Regions from separate parts of the Triticum aestivum genome. Here region 2 is linked to region 1. Evidence: chromatin contacts called from public Hi-C data. All regions are on one chromosome and are shown on one strand. The core of a region is the stretch at or near the end of the contact, and the rest is flanking DNA. Distances in the headings are between cores, read along the strand shown.

Region 1 (2,700 bases), core at 83-2,582:
GGCGCACACCCCCGCGCCGTCTTGGGCCGGCCCGTTTTTTTTTCCTATTGAAACTAGAGCAAAATTAACGTGAGCTAGCGAGGGATCGAACACTGGATCGCTCGATTGAATGTGGAGCGCACTCACCACCAGGATAAGAACGCGTCTATGTCCACAAACTTCTTTCTTTTCTTTTTTAATCTTTATCTAGGTCGTTCGCTGGTCAATTTCTGGGTGTGTTTTTTCTCTGGTTACTTTTTCATGTTTCTTTTCTTCTTTCCTTAAATGCGCCAACTTTTTATTAAATTCGTGAACTTTTTCAATTTCGATGAACTTTTTTCAAATTCAATGAACTTTTATCAAAATCGATGAACTTATTTTCAAATTCAATGAACTGTTATAAAATTCGATGAACTTATTTTTCAAATTTGATGAACTTATTTCAAAATCGATGAACTTATTTTCAAATTCAATGAACTGTTATCAAAATTGATGAACTAACTTTTCAAATTTGATGAACTTTTTTCAAATTCAATGAACTTTTTATCAAATTTGTGAACTTTTTTTCAATTTCGATGAACTTTATCGAAATTGCTGAACTTATTTTCAAATTCGGTGATCCTTTTTTCAAATTCAATGAACTTTTTTCAAATTCAATGAATAATTTAAAACCAATGAACAATTTTCAAATCCGTTGATTTTTTTTCATATTCGATGAATTTTTTTCAGATTTGATGAACATTTTTTCCCAAATTCCATGAATCTTTTTTCCAAATCGATGAACTTTTTTTCAAAATTGATGAACTTTTTTCAAAACTGATGAACATTTTTTCAAAATCGTTTAATCTTTTTAAAAATTTGTGAATTTTTTAGAAAAATGGTGAACTAGTTTTCAAAATCAATGAACTTATTTTTCAGAACCAATGAACTTTTCAACTAATTTTCAGATTTTACGTTAATGTTTTCACTGAATAACGGTTAAGTAGAACGTTTTCCTAGCTACAGAACATAAGAACGTATTTGGTCTAGTGGTTCTCGTGTCGGACAGAAAGAAGTGTGATCGTCAGTTCGAAACCCAGCTTTCGCAAATTTTCACGTTCATTTTCTCGCGTCGTGGTTTTCGGTCGAAGCTCACCTGGGCCGGCCCAGTAACGTGCGCTTCGAGCGCCGGTTAGGAGCCCCCCGAATAGGATCCAGCCCTAATTATTTACAAGCTTATAGCAAACAATTTTAGAGTTTATTTTGGGCCTCGGGTGGGCGCCCAGTTCCAACAGGCCCGGTATGCGCAGAATAATCCATTAACCGAATCTGACATTCACGGCCTGATACATCGGCCCGTAGCGGAGGAGCCTCTACTACTCTCCTCTCCCCCCATTCACTCCATCGACGAAGCGCACGGAGGGTAACTGCGCAGGAGGAAACCGGCGAAGGACGCGGCGGCGGCTCCGGGCGTGGACATGGACGAGAAGACGCAGGATAAAGTGGAGGCGGCGGTGCTGGAGATCCTGCGGGGCTCCGACATGGAGTCCCTGACGGAGTACAAGGTCCGCACCGCCGCCGCCGACCGCCTCGGCATCGACCTCGACCTCCCCCTCCACAAGCGCTTCGTGCGACGCCTCGTGGAGGACTACCTCAAGTCCCTCGCCGAAGAAGAAGACGAGAAGCAGAAGGGCGGCTCCCGCAAGGAGGGGAAAAAGAAACAGCAGCGTCAGGAGGAGGAAGGGCAGGAAGAGGATGAGGAGAAGGAGGGGGAAGAGGAGGAGGAGGAGGAGGAGGACAAGGGAGGTGAAGGAAAAAAGGAGTTCGACGATAATGGAGACCTCATCCTCTGCCGCGTGAGTTCAACTGTTCTCGCCTAAACATTGCTAGGGTTTAGTGCCGGGGCTAGGGTTTACGGTGCGATTTGTTTGCGTTTGCAGCTGTCGAAGAACAGGAGGGTGACGCTGCAGGAGTTTAAGGGCAAAACGCTGGTGTCTATCCGCGAGTACTACTTCAAGGACGGCAAGGAACTGCCCACCTCCAAAGGTGCTGCCAATCTCACAATTATTTCTTGAGCTCGAGGATTGGATTTCTGCTCGAATCCCAGATTTGAATATTTGTTTTGCTCAGTTCGAATGGCCTTTCGTCTTGGTATATTCACAGTTATGGCAAACCTGCTAGTTACGGCGACCTTGCAGCAATGTCGATTTGGTTGGGTTTTGTTTCAGGTTTCAGTCTTTGCAGGAAAGGGTGCATCAGTTGCCTGAAATCCACACTATCAGATTATGTCAAAACTGAAACACTTTATTGTCATTTTGTTTGCCATGTTCATCTGTTCATTAGCCTAATACATTCCACTTGCAAGTGGTGGATAGTATACCAGCGTTGAGGGGGAGTGTACCTTGGACTTAATGCGGCCATTAGCCTTGTACAAAGTCCCACCGTGTAAATTGTGTGGGACTTGCGAACACCATTATTTATTGAAACCAATTCTCTGTTGTCATTTTACCTGTGGCTACAAGTTATGCCATAAACTTAGCTTGTACAAAGTCCCCCTGTGTAAATTGTGCGGGACTTGCGAATATCGGTATTTATTGAAACCAATTTCTCTGTTGTCATTTTTACCTGTGGCTATTAGTTATGCCATAAAGATCCTGTGTTGATCAAACTATGTAGCACTGTGCAATTTGTCCATTGGTCACTGCTTGGCTATGATTAGTGTGCCTTCTCTTTTTCTATTGC
Region 2 (2,700 bases), core at 5-2,504, 450 kb after region 1:
TTCTAGTGTGGCAAACAGGTCTAGGGTCCAAAATAGACCGGGATTACAAGTTCAGAGTGCCAATTTCCGGGATTCAAAGTTCAGGGTTTGATTTAGCTTTCACCTACAATTTTAAGGTTTATTTTGGACTTACGGCAATGTTATCACCCTCGAACTTCGTCAGAACTCCTATTATGCACCTGTTGCGGCGGAATGTCGCTAGATTATGCGTTGGGCCGAGTCCAATTGTGTTCTCTTGCCTCTTTTTTTGTCTTATTGTTTGTCTATAAAAAATAGTCGTCGTTAATGACCAAAAAAAATCAGCTAGTAGTTTTTTTGATAGATTTGAAAAGGTTCATGAATGCAAATTTTAGAAATATTCACAATTTTGAGTTTGCGTTTCTCTCTGAATTTTAAAAAATGTGTATAAATTTTAAAACTTCATGAATTTCTAAACAATATGTTCACATTTTAATAAATGATCTTGAAATTCAAATAATTCATAAAATTGTAAAACAAGTTGTGAATATTTTTTAGAAATAATTTTTGTAGAAAGTTTTCAATCAAAAATTCAAGATATTTATAAAAAAATCATTTTGTTGGAAAAACCTGTGTTAAAATAAATTAAAATTTAAAAGGCAAAAGGAAAGAAACTCACGAATTAAATGTTTTTAATTGTAAAATATTGGTGTATCCCAAAAAGGTTCACAAATTTTAAAAAAGAGTTTCCTTTGAAAATTGGTTTATTTTTATTTTTTTGTCAAAGTACCTAACAACAATGCATGCACCACACTTTATTTATATGATAGTTGCAACTAACCTCAGATTACAAAATAAAAAATGGCGACATATTTTACACACGTTTAGGCTCTTGTTTTGCAAGTAACAAGCCTACTCCTATTTTGTTTGAAATTATATCACCAAAGAGTTACAATGATCAAGTAATGGGGCAACTGCCGAGTTTGGGGCGAATTCGAATAGTTGGGGTGGACAATAATTTTTTTCAAAAAAAAATCATGAACTTTGAAATTTTTTCATCTTGTACGAGGAATTTTTTAAAATTAAATAAAAATGCTTCAATGACTGAACACGTTTTAGAAAATGTATGAAACTTTCAAAAAAAAGTGTGTGATATGAGCCCAGTTTCTGACGCTCTGTGCGTTTCCCCAGCGTTTTAACGCTTGGAGCGTTGGGGGCTCTCCTCCAATGGTCTGTCGCTGGGCCCTTAGGGTTTATTTGGGCTATCCTGGAAGCCCATATATTGGTGCCATCCCTCAAAAAAAGAAAAGCAGCGCTTGCTCGTGCCCAAACGGCTCGATAACTGGATGAGGTAAGAAACAGCCTCGCGAACATCCCGGTCCAAAAAATGGCCATGGCAATGGCCGCTTCCTTCGCCGCCCGCCACCACCACGGGCACCTCGCCGCCGGCCTCCCCTCCACCCCTCAATCGGGCGGAAGGACTAGCCGCAGCGCTGCCACCATCTCCATGAAGGCTCAGGTGGAAGCCCGACCCAGGCAACCTACTTCCCTTCCCCTTTTCTTCTCCTCCTCGCCCAACTGACGCAATCCTTATCATGCTGTTTCCATTATCTCGTAGAAAAAGCAGAGCAGTGAGCCTGGAAGTGGGAAGGGGGGCGGGGACGGGCGAGTAAGCGGTGGGCGGCGAGTGTGGCGTCGCCGGAAACTGGTATGCGCAACAGCCGAACAAGGCGGTCTCCTCATCTCTGCGTGGTTGTTTCTGTTGGAACTAGGACGGTGAATAATCGAAGGACGAGCTTGCTGCCGGATAAAATACGATTGGGCCTAGAACTTTTGCGTCGTAGGTTGGGCATAGTGGTGTTCAGGAGGCCCGAGAACCATCATTCGGCGTCCATTACCATGTGGTATTTGATAAAATCTAAACCACAGGATAAATGATTGGCTTGTGTTCGTCGAAGTTCAGTACAGGGGTACATATTTATAGCTCTGCTTTTAGCAGTCACTGAGCCAGACGCTCACTGAATCGCGCATCGTGGGCTAGTTACAGGCTAAGACAAGTCACAGAATAACTGAACGTGTGACAAGCTAATGTAACAGCACAACACTGAATCAAGGTGTACACTTAACAGGTTTAATCGCTTGCACACATTTACGATTTGGAGAGTTGTGTGATTGCTTATTCCGTTATGATAAGTTACGCGATGTATTATCGGTTTTGTGCAGGCCCTTTGGTCATGCTGGCTCATGACCTTGCATTGAATTGCAGGTTGTTTCAAACTGTCAAATAAGAAGTCAGCGGCTGTTATACTGCAGACTTCTTTCCCAACCAATTTACGCCGCTGACTTACACTATGCTTCTTCTAGACAGTTCGTTCATTGTTATAGGAAGTAGGAACGAGCTGCCTTCTTTTCCTTTTAGGTAAACTGTGTCACATGTTCAGCACTGCTTGGCCATTTCCGAGCAGTTATGCAGGTATGCAAGCAGCTGTATATCACACATTTGTTGTTTACATAGACAATAAAATTTCCATGGGATAAAATCAGATGAAATGGAATAGTGAGCATTGTTGACATGCTTTAGAAATTTCACATTCTTTTTCCTTATTTCCATGTTATTTGCTAGCGTCATAGTGGTATCATGCTTAAAAATCCCCTTTCGTTTTTGGCAGACCAAAGAGGATGACATGTTGCGTTACAAGTTGGATCGTATCCCTTTCTTAGAAGAGAAAGTGAGAAAAGTAA

Evidence for each region. A called contact is a pair of places that touch in the nucleus more often than the background predicts.
Region 2: a Hi-C map of leaf shows a contact between it and region 1, with 7 times the contacts expected there. The contact joins the promoter of LOC123078870 here to the promoter of LOC123078864 in region 1. A contact is called at or near these places in 2 of 5 Hi-C or Micro-C datasets (both in leaf).

The regions. Positions count from the first base shown.
Region 1 is chr3D:356,537,839-356,540,538 of IWGSC CS RefSeq v2.1, forward strand. It overlaps LOC123078864 (RNA polymerase II transcriptional coactivator KELP), which reads left to right and starts at 1,333. Exons shown (of 3, transcript XM_044501504.1): 1 at 1,333-1,814; 2 at 1,899-2,004. The coding sequence starts at 1,437.
Region 2 is chr3D:356,990,823-356,993,522 of IWGSC CS RefSeq v2.1, forward strand. LOC123078870 (protein PLASTID TRANSCRIPTIONALLY ACTIVE 7) reads left to right here and starts at 1,255. Exons shown (of 4, transcript XM_044501509.1): 1 at 1,255-1,477; 2 at 1,577-1,666; 3 at 2,628-2,700. The coding sequence starts at 1,346.